Regions from separate parts of the Sus scrofa genome. Here regions 1, 3 and 4 are each linked to region 2. The links are chromatin contacts, called in public Hi-C and HiChIP or PLAC-seq maps. All regions are on one chromosome and are shown on one strand. Each heading gives the region's core, a stretch centred on a gene start, on an enhancer-like site or on the middle of the called end of the contact. The rest is flanking DNA. Distances are from core to core; before and after follow the strand shown.

What was found. A called contact is a pair of places that touch in the nucleus more often than the background predicts. HiChIP or PLAC-seq counts read pairs in DNA pulled down with a chosen protein or histone mark.
Region 1: a contact with region 2 is called in a Hi-C map of fetal skeletal muscle, with 2.4 times the contacts expected there. The contact joins the promoter of PPP4R1 here to the promoter of VAPA in region 2. A contact is called at or near these places in 4 of 5 promoter capture datasets (fetal liver, fetal skeletal muscle, liver and 1 more), 15 of 47 Hi-C or Micro-C datasets (alveolar macrophages, blood, embryonic fibroblasts and 9 more) and 2 of 2 datasets of contacts at active chromatin or transcription factors (alveolar macrophages and skeletal muscle).
Region 3: a Hi-C map of liver shows a contact between it and region 2, with 5 times the contacts expected there. The contact joins the promoter of RAB31 here to the promoter of VAPA in region 2. A contact is called at or near these places in 4 of 47 Hi-C or Micro-C datasets (embryonic fibroblasts, heart right ventricle, liver and 1 more) and 2 of 2 datasets of contacts at active chromatin or transcription factors (alveolar macrophages and skeletal muscle).
Region 4: a contact with region 2 is called in an H3K27ac HiChIP or PLAC-seq map of alveolar macrophages. The contact joins the enhancer-like site here to the promoter of VAPA in region 2. A contact is called at or near these places in 2 of 5 promoter capture datasets (liver and skeletal muscle), 7 of 47 Hi-C or Micro-C datasets (embryonic fibroblasts, liver, mesenteric adipose tissue and 4 more) and 1 of 2 datasets of contacts at active chromatin or transcription factors (alveolar macrophages).

Annotation. Positions count from the first base shown.
Region 1 is chr6:98,459,483-98,465,510 of Sscrofa11.1, reverse strand. PPP4R1 (serine/threonine-protein phosphatase 4 regulatory subunit 1) reads right to left here and starts at 2,678. Exons shown (of 20, transcript XM_021096060.1): 1 at 2,561-2,678; 2 at 2,425-2,469. The coding sequence starts at 2,567.
Region 2 is chr6:98,252,760-98,258,908 of Sscrofa11.1, reverse strand. It overlaps VAPA (vesicle-associated membrane protein-associated protein A), which reads left to right and starts at 4,637. Exons shown (of 7, transcript XM_021096053.1): 1 at 4,637-4,956. The coding sequence starts at 4,878.
Region 3 is chr6:98,384,298-98,390,473 of Sscrofa11.1, reverse strand. RAB31 (ras-related protein Rab-31) reads left to right here and starts at 4,617. Exons shown (of 7, transcript XM_021096057.1): 1 at 4,617-4,817. The coding sequence starts at 4,779.
Region 4 is chr6:98,443,833-98,449,715 of Sscrofa11.1, reverse strand. No RefSeq gene overlaps it. Among named protein-coding and RNA genes, the nearest start is that of PPP4R1, 16 kb to the left of the region's middle. Within about 2 kb of position 3,840, at least 1 of the 83 cell types and tissues checked has an H3K27ac peak or open chromatin away from gene starts, as enhancers often do. A contact at or near this core is called in alveolar macrophages, where this site is marked.

The DNA.
Region 1 (6,028 bases), core at 1,429-3,928, 210 kb before region 2:
AGTCCAAGTTCTGCATTTAGAAAAGGCAACCGAGATTCTGGAGCTTGAGCAGAAACAAGCTTTCTTGGCCTCCACCAGCTCGGCCAACACAGTGCAGTTGTGAGGGCAGCCCAGCCCACTCTCCCTAACATCCCAATGTCCCAGCTTCTCTTCTGGCTCTGGGTGTGACATATGACGAGCTTCCCATTTCCCTCCCTTCCCACCTCGCCTGGACCGAATGTCCCCCTCACCCATCCCAACATGACAGATGCCAACTGCTCCTTCAATTGGCCATATATTCGAAGATCCCCTGCTCCTGAACATCTTGGGTAATGTTATCACCTGTAAAAACTGTAGCAGCTTAGAAAAGTAAGCAATGATTCTAACCAACTACAAATATGCAAATAAATTATCTGTTCCTTCAAATGTCTCACGCTTTATCCTGAGTTAAAACACACCGGACAACACTGTAAATCAGCTACAAATGCATTAATACACCCACACACAACACCCCACTGGGTACTAATAGGACCTTAAAGAAGTTAACTGCGGAGTTCCCATTGTGGTGCAGTAGAAACAATCCAATTAGGAACCATGAGATTGCGGGTTCGATCCTTGGCCTCGCTCAGTGGGTTAAGGATCCAGTGTTGCCGTGAGTTGTGGTGTAGGTCGAAGACACGGCTCAGATCTGGCATGGCTGTGGCTATGGCCAGCAGCTGTACCTCCGATTAGACCCCTAGCCTGGGAACTTCCTTATGTGGAGGATATGGCCCTAAAAAGCGAAAAAAAAAAAGGGGGGGGGACAACAAACAAGCAATAGTCACCATCTACCAGCCACTATTCTAAGTGTTTTATATGCATTTATTTGTGCAAGGCTCTAAACAACCCTAGACTGTGGGTAATAGTAATTACACTAATCTAAAAACGGCAACATAAGGGCACAGGGAAGTTCAGTGAGTTGCCCGAGTCTGTCCAAAGGGGCGACATGAAGACTGGAGGAAAGCAGTCTGGCCTCTGAGCCGTCTAACAACTACTGTGCGAGCATGCCCCCACACCCTCATTATCACACTTGTATTAAAACTGCGTGTAAACCACTAGAGGGCATGGATTGTGACCATCCTGCCCACTGGTAGATCCTCAGTACCAAGCAGAACTCTGGAGGGTCATGAATAAATCATGGTTGAGTTCTTCACAGGTATGGCTTCTCTTCTAGGTTGCGTTCCCTAAGGGTCAAGGGCACAACTAACAGGACAGCTCACTTTTTAACCTTGACGAATGCATGGCACCTAAGTGGTAAGAAATGAGTGACAGCCCTTAACACCTGCTGAAGGAATGTGTTTTCTATTTACAAAACCTTGAACCTGAATATAAGCATGAGACGCCCCTGCCTCATCAGAGCCACGTCTTCAAGCCTAACTGTGCAAAAAACCAATAGCTACCTTAACATTTTAAGGTCACTAGGAGGGAGACAAGTGTCCTAGGGTAAAACATCACAGGAAATGTAAAAGTTGTCTTTAACTACCTGAGCGCTGCTCCCTTAAAAGAGCTCGTTACTTAAAAAAAAAAAAGTAAACTTATATTTTGCCAAAAATAAGTTTACATATGGTTCACTCACTTAAAAAAAAATACTCTTTTTAAGGAATCCTTCTAAAGAGTAAATCGCCCTCACTTCACTCAAAACACCCAGTCTTTAAAAATTGAGCTTATTTGTGGCAAGGGACACATTACACAATGCAAAAAAAGATTAACTACACGGCATTTAAAAGAGCTATTTCAAAGTGCAGCCACCTCTGTATTACTTACATCGACAGTAGCCACAGTAAATCTCAGCTCTGCCCGAACACACCACAAATTCTACCGCGGTTATCTCTGCAACTCAAGGACAATTTCCAAATTATTCTGTGTTCTCAGAAGAGCACACACGAAATGAACAAGTCCTTTCTGACGCTACTCTGGAAATGTCAAACTTTGTTTTGTTTTCCTTTCAGCCAAAGAATCGACTGTGAAAACTTGAGCATCTCCAAGAAAGCAGACATCTGAGTGTTCAAGAAGGCCTGGCGCCGTGCGAACCGCGCACCCTAGGAACGCGGCGGGGAAAGCGGCCCCTCCCGCCAGGCCACACCTTCCACCTTCCCGGCCCCCGGACCCCGGCGCCGGGAGACTGCGGGTCTCCGGCGTGCGGTGCCGCTCCGCGCGGGAGGCGCCCAGACCCTGTCCACGGTCCCAGCCCTCTGGCCCGGGAGGGGCCGCGGAGGCTCCCGGGCGCCCGCCTGCCCCGGCTTCCGCCCGCCGGTGCTCCCGCCCGGCCGCCGAGCCGCCCCCTCCGAGCCGGGCCGGGGACCGAGGGCCGGGGGCCGGGCGTCCCCACAGCCGCCGCCGCGCCGGGATCGGCCTCTGGACCCCACCGCCCGCCAGCCCCCCGCCCCGAGGCCGGCGCGCACTCACATCCGTCCGCGTCCTCCTGCAGGTCCTCCTGGAGCAGCGACAGGTCTGCGCCGAGGGAAAGAAGAAAGCCGTCAGCCCGCCGCCCGCCGCCCCCGGCCCGCGCCCCCCGCCCGCCGCCCCGCCGCGGGGCCCGTACCCGCCATCTTGCGGCGCCCCCTCCTCCGCCGTCGCCCGGGGACCGGGGCTACAGCGCGGCGCGCGCGGCGGCCGGTGGACGCGCGCGGGAGGCGGTGCCGCGGGGGCGCGCGGGGCGGGCCGAGCGCGGCGGGCGGACCCGGCCGCCCCTGCCCGCGCGCCGGCCCGCCTCCCGCCTGGCTCGCTCCCGGCCGCCCCGCCGGCGCGCTCTCGGCTCGGCCCGCCGCGGTACCGCGTGCGGTCGGGCGTCGTTGCCGCCGCCGGGGGCCCGCGCCGAGTGCTGGGCCGGGCGACCGGGGCGGGCGGGGCCTCGCGCCGCACGCTTTGTTGGGTCACGGCGCCGCCAGTTCGGTCGGCGGGGCTCAGCCCGGCCGCCACTCTATACACACACAGACACACACACACACACACCCCGCCCTGGCGGCTGCGCGCGCGGCCTCTGCTCCGGCCGAGACCGGGGCACTTCGGAGCCGGGAAGCGCGAACAAAGCCGCCGAGGGCCAGGCGCGGCGGGGCGGCTGGGCTCAGGCCGGTTCCGCCCCCTGGGCGGCGGGCGCGCGCGGGGCGGAAGTAAGGGCGATCCCCGACCTGGGGTTACTAGGATGAATGAGGGACAGCTGGGTCCGAGCGTAGGGTCCCTGACCTCCGCCGGTGCAGGAGGAAAGGCTTCTTTCTAGCTGTAGCTTTTATCCTGAAAGTGTTGAAACAATTTTGGTGGTATATGAGGTGCTGGAGTGAAACCTGTATCACAGGTTTTATTTTCCCTTGTTTTTACATGAGTTAAATGACGAGTACGACCTCTTCCACTCGAGGCCTCGGAAAGGCTCAGCTCCTGAGTGGGGAACAAAACAATGAGGCATCCTTACAGTTTTCGGAACAGGCCAGTTTAAAGTGATGCCACGTTGGGGGTCTGGACTCCTGGGGAGCAGAGAGAATTCCAAATGGTCTGCACTGTGGCCTTAACCAAGGGCACTATTACATTTAATGCCGTTAAAGACCCTCTGAAATTCATGATTCTGTGTAATAAAGTGGATTCTACTAGCTGTTCCAAAAACTTGCCTCGCAGATGCTACAAGATGGAATGCATGTTGCATAGTATATGTTAAGTTTCTGGGAGTAATAATAACTGGAATAGCACCTACGAGTCTAGTTGTGTGTCTTATTTTCTCAAATACAGAGTAATTAAAACTAAGAGCCAAACTGTCACGACCCATTTCTTCCCTGAGAGAAGGCCCTTCCCTGAATTCAGGTGACACTAATTCTCAAAATGACAAGGAGTTAGAAATTCACAGGCTATCAATTGACTCAGCCTGTAAGCATTTTGCCCAATGACACCTACCACTTTAACAATTCCGGGTGGAGGGGGGCAGGCACAGGATTTGGCTCTTTACACGAAGCGGTGATCTCCTTGCAACAACACAAGATCCAGGTCGCCAACTATGCTTCAGCTCCTGGACACACAAAAATAAGGAAACTATCTGGATGGTCTACCCAGTAAAGGCAGACTTCTAATTCTCAATGATTGTGCTGAAGTAGAGGTTACATACCCAGTGTTAGCCAGGGATGCAGAACGGCTAACCCTGCTTTTGCCTCACTGTGTTTTATCTCACTTTCTCTGCATTGGCAGCAGGGAGGAAGGTGTGTAATTTTGTCCATATTGTTCAGGAGCTGTGCATCTAGTTATCATCTTACCTGCACCACATGTTACAGCTGGTCCCTGGAGGCAGCTTGGTTTTCAGACATTTCAATGGGGCATCCTTACAGTTTTCGGCATAGGCACGATTTTTACATTTGATTTTTGTTCACCCTCTAGTCCTTTCTCAGAGATACAAGAAATGTTTTTTAAACCAGTATTTACTCTCTAAAAGGCACTGTTTCCTCCTCATAAAAAAAATGATATTTGAGGTGTTCCTGTCATGGCGCAGCGGAAGCAAATCCGACTAGCAACCATGAGGTTGTGGGTTCAATTCCTGGCCTTGCTCAGTGGGTTAAGGATCCAGCACTGCCGTGAGCTGGGGTGTAGGTTGCAGACACGGCTTGGATCCTGCGTTGCTGTGGCTGTGGCCTAGGCCAGCAGCTGTAGCACCAATTAGACCCCTAGCTTGGGAACCTCCATATGTCGTGGGTGCAGCCCTAAAAAGCAAAATAATAATAATAATAATGATATTTGAGGAGTTCCCATAGTGGTTCAGCGGTAATGAACCCGACTAGTATCCATGAGGATGTGGGTTCTGTTCCTGGCCTTACTCAGGGGGGTAAAGGATCCAGTGTTGCCGTGAGCTGTGGTGTAGGTCACAGAGGGGTTTTGGATCCTGAGTTGCTGTGGCTGTGATGTAGACTGGGAACATCCATGTGCCATGGCTGCGGCCCTAAAAAGAAAAAAAAAAAAAAAAGATATTTGAACCAAGAATAGCAATTATTATTCTACACATTCCTACCCCATTGGCACTTTTAATGTAGCCTATGGATGCCAGTTGTGCTGTTAGTGGTCAGAGCACAACCCCCCTTCCCCACAATCTGCCACTGAAATCTGTAAACTAGAGGGAATGCCATGAGTCACTGCTTTAAAAAGTATCATCCAACTATGTGGTACGAAGGCCTGAGTTTTTCAGAATAAATCCTCTTTCAACTGATAGTGAAAACTTTTATTAGTAGCCAAGGAGCCTCGGAAATGGTTGAATTTGGCTCTTCAAACACCAACAAACATAATAAGTATCACGGGGAAAGTATTGCTAATAAACAAAAAAAAAAAAAAACCCAACTGACATCGCCTGATGCAATGTCATTTATTAATTTTTGTATTGGTCATTGAACTGTTTACTTTTTTCTTCAATGAACATTCCTGAAACTGAAAGTATACAAAAAGTGGGTCTATTAGTTATTCTTTGAATAATAATAAAAAAATCAATCTGAAAATGGAGACATACATAAAAATGCTTTTTAAAACAATTTTTCTTTGGTCTTTTTTTTAGGGCCCCACCCATGGCATATGGAGTTGCCAGGCTAGGGGTCCAATCGGAACTGTAGCTGCCAGCCTACACCACAGCCACAGCAACGCCAGATCCCAGCCTCCTCTGCGGCCTACACCACAGCCCTCGGCAATGCAGCATCCTTAACCCACTGAGGGAGGCCAGGGATTGAACTCACGTCCTCAGGGATGCCAGTCAGGTTCGTTAACCACTGAGACATGAGGGGAACTCCTAAAACAAATTTTTAACCTTTTTTTCCATTCATCTCTGTGGAGTTTTTTAGCCAGGTTGATGAAATGTCCCTCACAAACTGCCACTCCCCAGTAAAACAAATATTTTCTTTTTTTTATTAGTTGCCAATCTCTTACCTAAAGCCTCCTGTACATATTTTGATAAGTTGTATGAAGGTAAATATTTCTGCGAAATTTTTATCTTTCCTTTCTATGCTTCCTTTAGTCCCCTTTAAAGCTCCTTGTCAAGACAACATTCCAAAATGAGAAA
Region 2 (6,149 bases), core at 3,388-5,887:
GCAGGCCAAAACTATTGACCCAAACAATCCAAGGATATTTATTTATTTATTTAGTCTTTTGTATTTTTAGGGTTGCACTCGTGGTAGATGGAGGTTCCCAGGCTAGGGGTCTAATCAGAGCTGTAGCTGCCAGCCTGCACCACAGCCACAGCAACACAGGATCCAAGCTGTGTCTTCGACCTACACCACAGCTCACGGCAACGCTGGATCCTTAACCCACTGAGCAAGGCCAAGGATCCAACCCTCGACCTCATGGTTCCTAGTGCGATTTGTTTCCTCTGCGCCACGACGGGACCTCCCCCAAGGATACTTATATATGCCCCCTCTTCAGTGGCTGGTTTGGAGAGCACATGGTGAGGCTGGGGGAGACCGATAGTCTCATAAGTTCCCGATGGAAGTGTGAGCTGCTACAACTCTTTGGATAAAATGTGTGCAAAAATATTGAAATAGCAAATATCCTTGACACAGTGGTTTCACCACTGGGAACCTCCGTGTGGAAGTAAGAGCATCCTGTGGTAAGGATATGTGTATAAAGTTGTTTATTGCAGTGCTATTTGTTGTGATAAAAGCTTAGATCAATTAACATGTTCATCGATAAGGGAACAAATGGTACCATAGTAGAGTAATCTATTCTATGGATTCAGCTATTAAAAGACTGAGTTAGATCTTTGCCAATATCTGATATGGATCAGATATCCACAATATACTGTCAGGTGAATAAAGCAATTGCATGTATTTTTACATATTTTACAAGAATTCTTATTTTTTTTAAAAAAGCCCCCAAACTAGCTATGTGTTTGTAAGTATGGATAAGGTTGGGAGTGATATACAACTCAGGCGGTTAGCACTAGTTCCCCTCAGCAGAGGGAAAATTGAGCCACAGCAGTGAGAAGCCAGATCCTTACCACCAGGGAACTCCAAAAACAAGGATCATTAATTTTAGAGTTTTAACTGCTTTAAATAGTCATACAAAGAAAAATGCCAGTATAAGTCTTTTTTCTAAGGCTTCTTCCAGCCTGGGTTTTATCTGGTGAAGCATCCAGCTGCCATCTCTTGGAGCCTCTATTTCTTGCAGAAGTCTGACAAATATGCTTTAAGGAGCATTCCTAACATACCCACCCTCACATAAGCATCAAGTCTCTGTGATGCTCTCGACCTCTTGTGTGTTTTGGTCGGTCATCACTCTCTACCAGCTCCATCTGCTTTAGAAAGAGCCCTCTGTGTGCAGTGACTGTGTTTCCTTTTTGCTTCACCCCATTACTCAGGTGAACCGTTTCTACTCTTCACCTTATAGCACAGCTCAGCAGATTTCTACACCACTGAGCTCCTTCTCGGTCCACTCCTGGCTTCCCCCGCCTCCCTGCAGCTTAAATGTAAGCCTACAAGGGCAGAGGCCACGGTATCACCTACCACATGCCAGGCAGAGCAATAATTTAACACTGATAAGGTCATAGGGCTGGAACCAGGCACTATTCTAAGTATGTCCTGTGTAGAAGTCATTTAATTCTCACGTCAAACCTTGGACACAGGTTTTCTTATTCTCCCCAATTTATAAATGCAGAACAGGCACAGAGCGGTGAAGGAAGCTACTATGACCACACAGCAGAAAATGGTACTTGAATAGAGCAGTTCAGATCCAAAGCCTGTACCCTATACAATTTACCTCCTCAATATTTGTTGAAAGCATGCTCATTTAAATGTTTACTGAGTTGAATGAAGCAGAGAGTTGAGTGTAAACAAATTTGTAATTATAAAGTACCTCTAGAGTAAAGATGAACACATTTAGCTATGGAGAAGAAGTTGGTTATAGTTTGTTACCTCTTGTACTGGAAATTAGCGGTTTTTTGAAAAAAAATTCATTGTTCTTGCCAAATCCATAAGAGATAATCTGTGCAAAGGGGAACATTATTAATGATTCGAGCAGGTTGAAGTAATATTCAAGGACTTTGTAACTCTTACGAAAACGTGGGAGTTAGAGAAATATACTTGTGTATATTTTTTGCTGATACCTTAAGGGATATTTATGTAGCTGCATTAATCGATGTAAAAAGAGCAGTGAACATCAGGCCTTGTTTCTCTGTTCCAAAAACAGATGTCAGTTACATTAAAAACTGTTGTCTTAATCACTTTCAGGCATCATTTTATTGGGGCTGGGGGACAGCAAAAATGTACAGAAAATTGGCAGCTCCTCCTGCCCACCAGTCTAGCTCTGTTAAGTGACATGGGATGCTTTCGCCTTTGTTTTCATTTCCATATTTAACAACAAAAGTAACACTTGATGTTATAAGGTTGTTCTGAGTAGCTTGTGGATGTTTGTTATGTTCTTTGAACTGTTAGAAGAAAGGTATTAATAAACACTAAAGCAAAAATCACTTATATAGGTCACAATTTGGGAATTCCCTTTGTGGCTCAGTGGTAATGAACCCGACTATTGCTCATGAGGACACAGGTTCAATCCCTGGCTCTGTTAACAGGTTAAGGATCTGACATTGCCATAAGCTATGGTGTAGTTCAAAGATGTAGCTCAGATCTGGTGTTGCCATGGCTGTGATATAGACCCACAGCTGCAGTTCCAATTTGACCCCTCGCCTGGGAACTTCCATAGGCCGAGGGTGTTGCCTTAAAAAAAAAAATAGGGCACTATTTAAGGATGGGTAGGAGATTCTGGAGGACTCTGAGTCATTATTAATGCTGTGCTCTAAAACAGTAATGGAATTATTCCAAAGTAGTTTTGTATATTCTTAGACTACCCTATATGTAGATTCCTTAGTCTTTAGACTCTACGTAGATGACTTTTTAAGCCATACAGCAAAAAGAAAAGTTCACTCCAAAGGTGATTACTGCAGCAGCCAGAGGTTTCTTAATGACAGAGATGTACAAACTGGAATACATCCAATTTAGGTTTCGTCCTGAATTGATCATGATCACAGCCATTGTCCCACAGGGAGAGCTTGGTCAAACCTGCAGCATGCTGGGCCTGCTAACTGGGCTTCCCAAATGCTTGCTGGGAAGAGAAGTGTCCATCTGGCTGTAGAGGAGCCAGTCCAGCCAGGCTAACTTTCCCACAGATAAGAGTTCTTAGGCAAGAAAAAAAAACAATCTGGATACACCTCGAAACTAAACATATGAGGGACAATATCTTGTGGAGCTACTGTCAATTTCAATGTCTCTTTTTGTTGTTTGTTTTTTTAACCTTAAGCCCTCCTTTGATAAACGGGTAATTTTTGTATTCTTTATAATTGAAATTTCAAAGTAACTTTGTGGATAAAAGGTAACCAAAGGAGATGTAAATTTACACATGATTTTTGAATATTTCAGTGCTTCTATCCTCCAAAGTTTCGGAGATGCATTACCCTCCTGTAACAGAGGCTAGTGTGATGCTAGGTTAGCTGTTCTGCAAAGCTCTTCCTAGAGGGGCGCTGATACCTGGACCGCAGTGAAAACATTAACACTGTGCCTAGCCTAGGCCATCGTCCCATTTGCCTCATTTGCTTTCTAGACAGACTGGGCTGCTCCTTCATGGCAGCATCAATTTGTCCTTTGTTCTGTGGTGCTTCCTAGGGATTTAAATTCGCAGTAGCATAACGATTTACTTATGGCACATTTCATGTTCCTGCCCATGATTACGCTGGCAATCGGTTAAAGATGGGTCAGCAACTTGGCTGTGGGTTTTTTCCCCCTTTGGTTCGGTTTACCAGTCTTCCGTAATGATGCAGACAGAATTCGTTTCCAACCTGTGAACGTGACCACTGTTTTGGTTTGGGCTTATCATTACCAGTCAAAACTGAAGAACAGAACTACAGCAACGAACGCTGCAGATTTTGACTTTTATTTCCAGTTTGATACGTGTGCCTCGTCAGATCCACAACGACGCGTCTGCTTTTTAAAGGAGGTGTGTTTCTTCCTCGGCTTTCGCATCACTGGAGAGAATTGAGGAGGCAGGAGAGTTCGGACTGGAAAACGACTGGGAATTCTGGCTACCGAGGAAGGGATGAAGAGAATTAGCAAAATGATAGATCCCCACATGTTTTTCATAAGGCATAGTTTATATTTCTAACCAGGTGAACCTTGGGTCGAGCTCCAAAAGTTCTTACTTCTCTTTTTTTAGCGCAGATGGAGACGCTCTCCGAGAACCAAAGTGAGTCTTAGCGCACCCCATCCCCTTTGCCTTTAAAGGACCCCTCTCCTTCCCGCCACCCACAGCAGCTACTACAATTCCCGGCAAGCACTGTACAGCGCCGCAGGGGGACCAGGCCGCGCGGAGACTTGCCCCGCGCGGAGCGTGCTGGGAGTTGTAGTCAACGAGCCTTGCTGCGCCTTCTGCTGTTAGGCATTCCAACTTGGTAGGTAGTGATGCACTGCAGTAGCAGGTTCCTCGCTGTCGTAATCGCAGTTAAACGTGACCGAGGATTGCGCTCTGCTGCCCTGCGGTGCGCGCCGCATCGGTGCCCTGGAGCCGAGCTCCGCCCAGGTCCACACCCGCTCCCTTGACAGCCGGGCCGGGCGTCCAGCTTGGCCCGGCCAGTGGCGCGCAAGCGCAGCAGTCCGCGGCGCGCCAAGCCGGCGTGGAGGGCAGGCCCTGCGCGAGACGTTCCCGGCCGCAGGGGCGCGCACGTAAGCACGCAGGAGCGTCACGTGGGGCGCCGAGGATCGCAGTGCGCGCGGCCGCGGCGGCTGGTGTGGGGTTGAGTCAGTTGTGAGACCCGGAGCTGCGGACCGGCGGGCGGCCCTCCGAGCCGGCGACACAGCGGTGGGCGTCGGGTTCGGGAGCCGAGCGCTGGCCCCGCGTCGACCCGGGCCGAGCCGCGCCGCCGCCCCCCGCCCGCAGCCACCGACCGGCCGCCGCGGGCGCGCCCCCGCTCTCCGCTGTCTCTCCGATGGCGTCCGCCTCCGGGGCCATGGCGAAGCACGAGCAGATCCTGGTCCTCGACCCGCCCACAGACCTCAAATTCAAAGGTGGGCTGGCGGGCAGGCGGGCGGGCAGGGTGGCGGCCGCGCCCGGGGCCCCTTCCCCCTCCCCCGCCGCCACGGCCCCTCCCGCGCGGGTGCGCGCGCCCCCGCCCCCCGCCCGGCGAGGCCGCCGCCATCTTGCGGCCCGCGGGCGCCTCGGTGCGGCGGTGGCGCTGGGCCCGGCCGAGCTGGGTCGGGCGGGGCGGGGCGGGGCGCGGCGGGGCGGGGCGGGGCGCGGGCGGGCTGGAGGGGGCGGCTCTGAGCGGTTCCCCCGGGAAGCGAACCCCGCCTGCGGGACAGTGTATCTGGGACTTGAGTTCCCGCACCGAGGACTAGCGCAGGGATCATGCAGGTGTGGCCGTTCCAGGGCTTGAAAGAGCAGCCTTACTGCCCTGCAGGGTTGCGTCCTGGAGAACAGCCATTAGGTGGTTTTCCTTGGGAGACGTTTGGGGTAGTCAGGAATTCTAAAGTGTTGCGTTCTGGGGTTTTGACAGCCGTGTTGTGTAACTGCCTTATTTTGCAAGCTCTTCAGTGTCTTCAAATTTCTTTGAATGGAAATGTCAGGGAGCTGCTTGTTAGGTAAGGAATTGATCTTAAGACAACCCCACGAAGTATTTTGAGAGGAATAAAGTACATTTTATTGTGGCAAGTTTGTGTGTGCAGCCTGATTTTACATGGTTTTCGCTGATAAAGAAAACACACCTTTGGGGAATCATGAAATGACCCAACTCAAATAACTGTTAACTTAGGATGGAGGAGTTTAGTGTGTGGTATGTGTTCTTTCGAGAATTTAAGTATTTTGCTTTGATTTTTTGGCAGGCGGAGTTTACAGAGGAAGTTTCTTCTCCTGGATAACCTGTGTGTATTGCCGCTAGGAGCTTAGACGCCTTTAACATGAGTTTTAGTTCAGGAAATATTCCTAGAGTTTGACACTTTCACAGTTGTAATGTTTTCATAGTAAGAGACTATTAGTAACAGAGAAGTAAGTTAAAAAAACAATCGTAGACTCTACACAGTGACGTAAAATATATTTAACCTAGTTAAGATATTGAAGAATTATTGGCTATGATATAGAACAGGTTGTTCTTGTGTTATGGATGAAAGTAATTCACAAGGCCTTTTAAAGTTTGGACATCAATTGACTTTTTAAAAAAGTTTTTCATTGAGGAATTTATAGGGACACGTTGTTTAGTAAACAC
Region 3 (6,176 bases), core at 3,368-5,867, 130 kb before region 2:
GAAGGAAAGCAGAGTGTAATAGTGGTCACTTACTCTTTTTTTAAAATTATAGTCGATTTATAACGTTGTGCCCATTTCTGCTGTACAGCAAAGTGACCCAGTGGTGTGTGTGTGTATATACACACATTCTTTTTCTTATACTATCTTCCACCGTGGGCTCAAGATTCGTTTAAAGGATCTGCGTTACAAACAAGAGAAGGCAACAGATGTTAGTTGCAAGGTGTCTGAGATTTAAGGAAGCGAGGGCAGGGGGAAGGAAAGAGTTGCCTAGAAAATGAGAAATATTAAAATGCTATTTAATTGATACTGCAGACAATGAAGTTCTATAATAAGTAAAAAACAAAGTTCATAAACATTCTTATTTTTCCTTGACTGGCCCTTGAGTCCACCAGATGATTCACCATGGTCTGCTGAGATCAGCCAATAGTCTGGGGAGTTGTAACAAATTGGTACGGCTTAACTGTTCAACATGCAAACCCAATTCTGTGTCATGTTACACTCACCAAAACTTACTCACTAGACATCTCTCTCTAAATCTACCTCATAGACACTCTTGATGTAATACCTAAGTGACATTTATACCACCATACACCATCAAATATGCCGTGGTAAAGACACCGGTTTGCTTAATCATTCCCAAATGTTAAGGGATACCGGCTGTTTTAGCTCTTCAATGCTACAATAAATGCTGCTGTACCTCGCTGTCTCAGCAAAGGTGACTTCCTATTTCTCTAATGTATCTGTCTCTTTATGAGCATGTTTGTGCACAAAGAGGCAGGCTTTCTAGTTGCTCACTTTTCTGAGTTTGCTTCTATGTTATGGTCCAAAAAGAAGATTAGCTGGATCAAAAAAACATGATTAGTTTTACAGCTGATTGGCTTCTGGTGGATTTAAAGAATCAGATGGTTCTTCCAGTCACTTGGCAGATTTTGCTAAATACTCTTCTCTAACACTCCCCGCCACACCCCCAGCGGTCTGAGGTGAAGTCCAGCGTGCGCATTCCAGCTCACACACCCTGTTCCATGGGTCCTGTCCTGTCCTGAAGACGATGACGACGGTGGCCTCCCACACTTACACAACCCACAAAGTGCAAGTCTCCTTGGAATGAGAGGCCGCAGGCACTGCTGGAAACTTCTAGGTAGACTGAGATCAAAAAGACCCATTTCTAACCACTTTTCCTCTGCTTTCTTTATTTTTTATTTTTTGTCTTTTTTTTTTTTTTTTTTGTCTTTTTATACCTGCAGCATATGGGGGTTCCAGGGCTAGGGGTCTAATCGGAGCTACAGCTGCCAGCCTACACCACAGCCACAGCCATGCCAGATCCGAGCCGCGTCTGCAACCTACACCACAGCTCACGGCAATGCCGGATCCTTAACCCACTGAGCAAGGCCAGGGATCGAGCCTGCAACCTCATGGTTCCTAGGTGGATTTGTTTCTGCTGTGCCACAATGGGAACTCCTACTTTCTTTCTTTTCTCTTTTTTTGAAAAAGAACCCTTTTCATCATTTTAAAATTCTGAGGACACCCAGATGGTCCTTGCTTCACCTATGAGCTCCTCTCACAGACACAGACACATATTTGCATATCAATTACAATGTGGCCTATTGTAAAAGGGATTTAATGGCCAATTAACAAGTAATTAACAATTCCCTGGGAATAAAAACAGAATCTGGGTCATTAAAGTTTAACCTTGTTTCCTCTGCCCTGAGTCTACTTCTGCTGGTTCACATGGCACCGCGAGCAGAGACCTCGCACCTGCTCTTCAGACCAGGGTCCTGGTGCAAAAATGGCGGCTGATAGTGCACTGAGGGCCGTGTGCAGAAACCCCGCCCACCACACCTCAGTGCAAGATGGCGGGTGGGCCGTGTGCAGAGTAGCACTGCCCAGCACTGTGATGTGGAGCATGAGCAACAGTCACGCCTGCGTGCTGGAGAGCCCCACCTGCGCCTGCCTGATGGATCCCTGCAGAGCAGCCCCATCCCCTGGTCTGCAGAGAACATGTGCTCTGGAGCGAGTGCACACATCTCTGTTTTCTGATCAGAGTAAAGCTTTCTTTCCTTTACTTCTTAACCAGACTCTGCCTCCAACACCTGGGAGGAGGACCCTTGTTGGAGACAGGAGGGTTGGTGGCTTGCTGAATCAGTGCCAGGAGAGCTGTGAGCAGAGGACATGCAAGCTCAGGGGAGACCTAGCAGAGGTGGGATCTGAGCAGCTCCTTGCAGGGTGATGGGGTCCATCAGCCAGGCAGAGAAGAGGTGGGTTTGGGAGGTATCACAGTGCATGCTGTAGAGTTCGTTTTCATCTTGTAGATGCCACTGAGGACTTAAAAGCAACAGAAAAGCAGAAATCTGAATTCGAGCAATGACCTTTTGCTTTACAGGTTCTCATAAGAAAAACTTGCCTGTTTCATTTTTTAAAATTTGATATATTCTTAGTTATGTACACTGGATTTTTATCCCTGCTTAAATCAGAACCCCTTTAGATTTGCAGAAAATTCCAGAGGAGTCAGACTGGATGGGTCCTTCGTATAGTAATCCTGAAGTGTAATAACAGCATTCCTAGGGAACACTATACCTGTAACAAGCTGAGACCCACCCAGGCCATGACACACCCCAAATACGTCTCAGAGCAGCCAGTGTCCCTCCGTCCTGGGAGAGCTTTGTGCATCACCTTGGAGACCAGGCTTTTAAGTCCCCAAGAGTGACCTGGCTGATGAGGGGGTATAAACCTACAGAGGTGGTCCACTTGACACACCAGGGCTGGCGCTTTGTAAGTGCTGGGCCTGCAGAATGAGACCTAAGTGGGGTGATTTTAATGGGGTGGGTGTGGGGAGAATAAACAGACCAGTGATTCTTGGGGGGTGGAGGTGGGGAGGAGGCCTGCATAAGCGTCTGTCTGGGGAGAGCCCAGATACCAGAGAGTGAGCATTGGATTCACCGAGGCTAGTGGAGAAGAGAGGAGAGGGAAGAGTAGTGAAGAGGGTAGGGAAAAGATGCGAAATTCTGCCAGCTCCCTTTTGTCTGGAGGTGATCCTGCCCTCAGGAACCTACCTCAGTTTTAATGGAAAATCCTCCCACTCTGGCTTGGCCAACTTTTGGGAAGTGAGAACTAGTTTGACTGACTTTTGGGAAGTGAGAAGAAAGGCCAAAGGGAAGCACTTCTCTGAACTTATGCTGTTCCGTCCAGGACGGCAAGGTGCTCAGGAAGGCTACTGGAGGCCTTGCCAGGGCTGCTTTACCACCACGTATCTCTGCAGCTGTGTGGGTGTAACCCTGCTTAGCAGACCTGGGGACAGTGAGGTCCTGTGACCAGGCTGGGAGATTCTGGAGAGGCCTCTTTTCCTCCTTCCCACACAGAAGACCAGCCTTGCTGTTGATACTAAATAAAAGACAGGTACCAATACAAGCATCTCCATGTTGCACAGGACCTGCATGCATGTCCGTCCAGCTACGTTTTGAACAATTTAGTCCAAATTTGTGTAATCCTCCGCAGCCCGCTCAAGCCAGGAGAAGCCCCCACTGCCCTGGGAGATTAATGGCCATTTTCCAGGTTTTTTTGTTTGTTTGTTTGTTTGTTTTTTGAGGAGGAGGGGGGCCCGGCATTTTGACCCCAGCCTTTTAGGAGGTACCCATTGTGTGGGGCTACCTGGGTGCCGGGGAGCTTCAGCATGGCTTCAGGAGGAATAAAGCCAGAAAAACCAAGGTGGGTAGTCTGCTGGGGGGACAGAAATGTCTTTGATCAAAATTGGCACGTTAGGACAGAGCCCTGAGAGTTCAGTCAGGGGATGAAGTTTAAAGAACAACGTTCTTTCCAAACTGAAATGCCAGGCATAACTCAGGTACATATGTCCAAAAAGCTGACGTTTCCATGGCAGCAACACAAGAGGTGGCCTGGGTGGATGAGGTGCCTGCCCCACTGTGGAGAAGAGAGGGCAGTTCCCAGAGGCCTCTTGACAGTCTCAAGCCTGAGCCTCTTTGTTTCCCAGTCAAGGAAGGATGCAGAACGCTGGCCGCCAGCTACCTATTTCTAGCTGGTATTCTGAGGGCCAGGCGTCTGTCCAGACAAGTTGTAGCATTTTCTGCCCTGGGCAAGGCAGCTTCCTCACTAGAATGTTTCCCTTTTCAGATGCCGACACGCCTGTTTTGGAGGGAGACACAAGGCCATCGCTTCTAGACCCATTTTCCATTACATATAGGAGACCGAGCTCTGGGCTGAGAGTGACGAGCTGTATGGGGGTGAACTGAAGCCTGCCCACCCTCATAGTATTAGGGGATGGGCTGCAGGGTCAGACCCTCAGATCCTCCTTCCCATCCTCACAACTTCTGTCAAGTGCCATCTAATGACGGGGGTGCACACAGCCTTCCAAGTGCTCCCTGTAGATGACCACGGCGCACAGCATCTCCGGTGACGCCGCCAGTCGTGGGGGCCAGTCCCCAGGGGAACTGACGGGTCCTCCTTCGGCCCCATAGGCTCTGCAGAGCGGGCTCCGAGGCCGGGCTGGTTGAGGGGAGGAGGCCCCGTCCCGGAGGCGGCCCTAGGGGCTGACGCCGTCGGGGGCGTTCCTGGGAGCCAGCCGGCGAGGTTAGCCTCGCAGCCCCGGGAGGAGCCGGCGGCGGCCACGTGACCCACCGCGGCGCGCCCGGCAGCCCAGAAATAGCAGCGGCGGATCCGCCCGCGGGCTGCGCAGGGGGGAAGGCGGGGACCGGAGGACGCCGGCTGGCGGGGCGCGGCGCGGCCCCGGACGATGCTGAGCTCCTGCCCGGCCCGGCCCAGAGCTCATGATGGCCATCCGGGAGCTCAAAGTGTGTCTCCTCGGGGTGAGTCCTACGCCGCCGCCGCTGGGGACCCTGGTCCGTGCGTCCCCCTCCTCCCCGCGCCCCGTCGTCTCCGCGCCCTGCTGGTCCCTGCTCCCCCTTGTCTCCTGCTCCCCCTTTGTCCCCACCTTCCCCTGCGCTCCCTGGTCCGTGCGCCCCCAGTGTCGCAGGCACCCCCTGGTCCGCGCGCCCCTCTTTCCCGGGGCCCGCTCCCAGTCCCGGCTCTGCTGGATTAGGGTCCGAGCCTACTCGGGAGCTTTCTCTATTCGGTCCACCGCCGCTGGCCCGCGCTCCGGGGGCCGCTCGGGCCTCGCCAATCTCGGGCTGGGCCGGGAGCCCGGGACCCCTCCGCCGGACTGGAGCCGCGGCCCCCGCCTCCGGGAGCTTTCTCCTTCGCCTTTAATAATTTCCTTCCTGCGGAAACTTTAAGTTAGCTAAGGTGCCGAGTCCTTTTGCGTCCCGTGGGCAATTGGTTTATTTACTTTTTTTTTTTTTTTTTTTTTTTTTTGAAAGCTCAGCTCAGGGTGAGAAAACGCGAGGGGATGACCCGGTGGCGGGAAGGTGAAGAGAGAACGTACCATAGAAAACGCGCGCCTAGAAAACTTTCGAGCTAAGGGTAAAGGCAGGATGAGAAAGTCCTCCTCTGACCCCACGTCCCTCCCAAAGTGGGTCACTCTGAGCCTGAAGAAACGTGGAGGAAGCCAGAAACAAAGACAGAAACAAACACCCAAGGGATGAGGAGCTGTCAGATGGCACAGGGCAGCCCCTTGGGGGATTCAGATGGTGTTGAGGGGCACTTCCTTTTGGGTGCCCACATCAAATTACAGGATTACTTCTTTGGAAGGAGCTGGTTTTAAGCCCTGTTTTCAGCAGTTTTTGGCATTGATGCCTAGTGTTCAGCCCTTGGCAAATCTGGTCTCTCAAGTAAACCATTTCCAAAAAAAGCAGCAAAGGTTGGACCCGTTCTGTTTTTCTCAAAGCGGTGCTCACTGGTCTGTCAAGGAAGACGTCCAGAAGCAGATAAAGAAGAAATGGTTCTAGGTTAGGATGGAATTGTCCCAGGCCCTGGGGCTGTCTGGATACCCTCTAGGCTCTTCTGGAACCTGGGGCAGGACACTGCTCTTGGCTGTCTCCCCTCACTGGCCTTTGCTAGAACTCTGGTGTCCTCTGGCTGTCCTGTTTGCCTGGAATTCCAGGGGATCAAGCAAAGGCCCTTCCTTCCCTGTGACCCAGCACAAGCCTCTCAGCATTCCGCACCCCCTGCTTGCACAGCCCCACCACCTGGATCTGACTGGGATGCTGTTCTCATCTTCCTCGGTTGACCTTTAGCAGCATTGCAGGAGTAGGTCTGCCAGGCTCTCT
Region 4 (5,883 bases), core at 2,591-5,090, 190 kb before region 2:
GATTTTCACAATATCAGGTCGTAAGACTATAATTATTTCCCAAGGAGACATCTGATAAAAGAAATCTTCATGTGTGGAAGCATAGGGGTCATTCTGGCTGATACATGAGTTGACTTGAATTTTATGCTAACTAAAGTACCCTGTGTGTGGCATGTCAAACATACATTGCATGTCTGCTTTAATTATTAGAGAAAAGGGCACATTAAACAGAAATAAAGAATGTCTATGTTATTGTAAATCAACTATAATAAAAAAATTAAAAAAAAAATTTTTTTAAGAATGTCCATGTTGGGAGTTCCCTTTGTGGCGCAGCAGAAATGAATCCGACTAGGAACTATGAGGTTTTGGGTTCGATCCCTGGCCTTGCTCAGTGGGATAAGGATCCGGCGTTGCCATGAGCTGTGGTGTAGGTTGCAGACACAGCTTGGATCTGGCGTTGCTGTGGTGTAGGCCGGCAGCTGTAGCTCTGATTCAACCCCTAGCCCCTAGCCTGGGAACCTCCACATGCCTCCAGTGCGGGCCTAAAAAAAAAAAAAAAAAAAAAGAAAGAAAGAAAGAAAAAAAAAAAGAACGTCCATGTTAAAAATAAAGATTAATTGCCTCACTTCTTGGATGCCAAGATTTGTCCTCCTTCGATGATAAGACTCCCCTCCTAGGGGCAAGGCCAGCTGCCTTGCTGTGTACGTGCTGGACTCTTCTTTTTGTGAAACCTTGAAGCGATGTACCCTTTACTTGTTAATGTTCTTTGTTCTGAGCAGATTAAAACCGCTGAAAACCTTCTCATCAGTTTCTTGAGTCATCTGGGAAGCAGACTTCTGGGCTTGTCCTCAGTTTGGCTCTAATTCAACTCTTTTCTATTCTCATTATGGATTGTTTATTGATTATTTTCATTGACCTACCTTTGAATAGAAAGAAAGGAGAGCAATAAACCAACAGCCCCGTGCCCTTTGAGACCCAGCCCAGCAGCCCCTGGATGGGACAAGGCTGGAAAAGGCTGAAGGATAGGATCTGGGCTGAGGGACCAAGCGCCTCTCCCATAACTAGCAGCAGTGTTTACAGCTTTACATTAAGAATGCAAAGGATAGGGAGTTCCCCTCCTGGCTCAGCAGTTAACAAACCCGAGTAGGATTCATGAGGATGCAGGTTCGATCCCTGGCCTTGCTCAGTGTGTGAGCTGTGGTGTAGGTCGCAGACGTGGCTTGGATTCTGCGTTGCTGTTGCTGTAGCTCTGATTTGACCCCTAGCCTGGGAATTTCCATGTGCCGTGGATGTGGTGCTAAAACAGCTAAAAAAAAAAAGAAAAAAGAATGCAGAGTATAAATGACAAGGTCCTGCTGCACAGCACAGGGATCTATGTTGGGTATCCAATATATATCCAATATATCCAGTATACACCACGACGGAAAAGGTGATGAAAAAACATATATATAAATATGAATCACTTTGCTGTTCAGCAGAAATTAACACATTACCTACCTCACTAAAATAAAGTCTTAAAAAAAGAATGCCAAAGAGATGAAAAAGATAGCAATTGAAAGACAGAGTTACATTTCCATAGAGCATCTATATCTTTGGGAATGGCCAGGTGACATCTGGGCTATGGCCTTTGTCATCCTCTCTTCTTCCTGACAGCGAGAAGTGGAGAAGTAGAGAAATCTCCTTTCTACAAAATTAAAGGACAATTATTTCTCTAGTTATTTTTTAATGATCGATAATTGTTTAATTGTTGCTCTTTCTGGTAAGGTTCTCGTGTGAGACACATGGTATCTGAATGAATCAATCCACTGTAGGGTGTGTTCTCAATCAAGGGAGGAGAAAATGCCCTGGAAGGTCCCCAAGGCTGCCGGTCAGTCGTACCTCAGATTAAAAGCCTTTCCTTGGAGCCTACAAATCAAGGAGCAGGGCTGGGCTATTAGCTATCTAAGTAACACAGGCAATCTGATCTGCACATGTAATCAATTCAAACACACGAAGGGTGGGGTTGAAAGAACTCTAGGGCCCTAACCCTATCTCTGCCACCTGTCAGCTGGGTGACCTTTATTTACTTGTTTGTGGATTGAGAAAAACCTGTAATTACTAAGGGCTCAAATCTGCCAGGCACTCAGTTCACAAAAGGAACTTAAATGTTTTCTTCTGTCAAACAGGGAAGGCACTCACTCAGCTTCCTGCTGTGCTGTCAGGGACCACATGCTGGGAACCGCCTTCCCCCAGGCCTCTGGATCTCCTGTCGGTATTATTCTGTTATCTGCACCCTCACTGCAGTCCCCACAAAGCCCCTAACAAACTCCTGTACACTTAGTGGGCACTCAGCTGTTTACTGAATCAAACCAATCCCCTCAGAATAATGCTTTCCAGCAGTTATTGTCTAAAGGAATTTGCAACTACCTTTAAGAGGGTACCTAGTCATATTCTTCCTGTGGGCTTTTCCCTGATAGCTGAAACACAAACACAAATGTATTTTGAATTAAACATGGAATGAGTATTTTCCATCTTACACTGACTCCATCTTTAAAAGTAAATTTACAGTTTATTTCCATAGAAAATATTTGTAGAGGTACATTGAAGGAAAAAGATATGAAGTTCTTAAATTGCGGAAATCATCTCTTTTCAGTAAACTCCTTTGTAAATAGTGGTCTGTTTAGCTGATCGGGACACAATTTTAATAAAGCCAGACCAAGGTTTAATCCCTACCTGGAGTCCAGGTACATGAAGCAGCCACAGGCTCTTCTTTCCCAAGCTGCTGCCAATCACTAGGAATCTGCAGCTGGGCAGGCCTCTGGGAAAGTCTGCCTTTGGCTGCAGACTAAAAGCACCTTCTTTGTCTTCTTGTAAGGAGCCTCATTCCTTTATTTTATAAAGTGGCTTTCAGGTAATCCAGCAAGAGGTAGAGAGCTTCTGATGGGAATCCTTGTTGGCACTGACCTGTCACTGCCTGCCCAAGTCTTCATGAGTAACGTGTTTCTTCACTTCCAAAAACAAAAAAAAAGTCACTGACAAAGCGAAACGATAATTGGTATGAGTAACTTTTTCTTTTTCTGCAGAGAAATCAGGGTGATCCAGTAGAGCGAGAAGATGTTTGACCTGAATATAATCGAGTTTGAATCTCTGGAAATGCAGGGAATAGAGAAATCAGGGTGATCCAGTAGAGCGAGAAGATGTTTGACCTGAATATAATCGAGTTTGAATCCCTGGAAATGCAGGGAATAGAGGAGCCAGTTACACAGCTTCTGGAGAAAACAGAATTCTAGCAAGTGGGAGATGAAATAGGGCAGCAATTCATGTCAACAAAGTGAATGTCAGGATTAGAAGCAAGGAAGAGGAGTATGTTCTAGATTAAAGGAAAAATTGTATTTTTTTTTTGAACAGCTAAATGTAAGGCATAACTTCAGTTGGAGTTTGGCTTGAATAAACCAGCTGTTGACAATTTGGAGCAATTGTGGAAATTTGAATATAGGCTGAGTATTACTTGATCAAAGGGAATTACTACTAATTAGGTTGGGTGTGATTATGCTACTATAGTTATGTAAGAAAACATCCTTATTTTTTAGAAGTACATTCTAGGTATTAAAAGATGAAATGAAACATCTATTTAAAAAAAAAAAAAAAAAAAGGAGTTCCCATCGTGGTGCAGTGGAAATGAATCCGACTAGGAACCATGAGGTTTCTCATTCAATCCCTGGCCTTGCTCAGTGGGTTAAGGATCTGGCTTTGCCATGAGCTGTGCTGTAGGTCACAGACACGGCTCTGATCTGGAGTTGCTGTGGTGTAGGCTGGCAGCTGTAGCCCCGATTAGACCTTGCTTGGGAACTTCCATATGCTGTGGGTGTGGCCCTAAAAAGACAAACAAATTTTCAGGAAGTCCCCTTGTGGTGCACTGGATTAAGGATCCAGCATTGCTGCAGCTGTGGCATAGGTCGCAGCTATGGCTTGAATTCGATCCCTAGGAACTTCCATATGCTGCAGGTGCAGCTATAAAAATAAAATAAAATAAAATTTACCCTCAAACAAAGATAGTGAATTCCTTATCTTCCATGATGAGAATGTAAGACCCATGAAAACAAGGGTGCTTCTGTCCTCTCACTGCTTTAACCTTGGTCACAGTTGCCTTAGTAATGAGGGTGGTTCCTGGCACAGGTGAGTGCTCAGCAGACAGCAATGAATGAGTCTGTGATGCAGGATGAAGCATATATCAAAAGTGTACTCAGTAAAGTGTGATCAGGATATCACATGGATATACTCTATGATAAAACGTGGCTGCGGTCCACATTCATAGAAGAAATTCCATTTCAGTTTAATCTGAAACACTTTACTTCTTGCACAGAGATTTGGAGACCAGGGTTCCTGATGCAGCAATTGTTAAGTAAAATATGAAGGCCATGTCCAAATATATTCTGTATGGAATCTTTCATATGGATGGAATGACATGCCAAACATTGATATAATTTAATTCTTTCCAGTAAGAATTCTCAGTGGAGCCAGCCCTAGGGCTTTCTAGTGGGCAACTGCATAGGGTGTGGGACTATCTTTCCCAAAATATCTCCCTGTAATCTCAGGGCACAAAATGCCTGAACTGACAGCATTGGGGTATATTTCTCAAACCTTTCAAGGATTATCATTTTCAGAATTCTTTTTTTTTTGACAACATATATTTTTTCATCTTTTTTTAAATTGCTCAATGAATTTTATTACATTTATAGTTGTACAACAATCATCACAATCAAATTTTATAGCATTCCATCCCAAACACTCAGTGTATTCCCCCACCCCACAACCTGTTTCCTTTGGAAACCATTAGTTTTTCAAAGTCTGTGAGTCAGTATCTGTGCTGCAAAGTTCATTGTGTCCTTTTTTCACATTCTACATATATGTGATAGCATTTGATGGTGGTGTCTCGTTGTGTGACTGACTTCACTTAGGATGATAATTTTTAGGTCCATCCATGTTGCTGCAAATGCCATTATTTCTTTATTTGTAATGGCTGAGTAATATTCCATTGTGTATATGTACCATGTCTTCTTGATCCACTCCTCTGTCGATGGACATTAGGTTGCTTCCATGTCTTGGCTATTGTATATAGTGCTGCAATGAACATTGGAGTACGTGTATTTTTTTCAATTCATGGTTTTCTCTGGATAGATGCCCAGGAGTGGGATTGCTGGATCAAATGGTGGTTCTATTTTTAGTTTTCTGAGGCATCTCCATACTGTTTTCCACAGTGGTTGCATCAATTTACATTCCCACCAACAATGTAATAGGGTTCCTTTTTCTCCACACCCTCTCCAGCACTTACTGTTTGTAGACTTTTCGATGATGGCCATTCTGGCTGGTGTAAGGTGGCACCTCATAGTGGCTTTGATTTGCATTTCTCTAATATTAGTGATGAACATCTTTTCATGTGTTTTTGGTCATCTGTAGGTCTTCTTTGGAGAATTGTCTATTTAGATCTTCTGCCCATTTTTCGATGGGGTTGTTTTTTGTTATTGAGCTTCAGGAGGTGTTTATAAATTTTGGAGATTAGTCCCTTGTCAGTCGCTTCATTGACAAATATTTTCTCCCATTCTGAGGGTTGTCTTTTTGTTTTGTTTAGCATTTTCTTTGCTGTGTAGAAACTTTTAAGTTTAATTAAATTCCATTTGTTTATTTTTGTTTTTATTGTTATTACTCTAGGAGGTGGATCTGAGAACATGTTGCTTGTCATTTATGTCAGAGAATGTTTGGCCTATGTTTTCTTCTAAGAGTTTTATAATGTCTGGTCTTATATCTAGGTCTTTAATCCATTTTGACTTTATTTTTGTATGGTGTTAGGAAGTGTTCTAATTTCATTCTTTTCCATGCGGCTGTCCAGTTTTCCCAGCACCACTTATTGAAGGGGCTGTCCTTTCT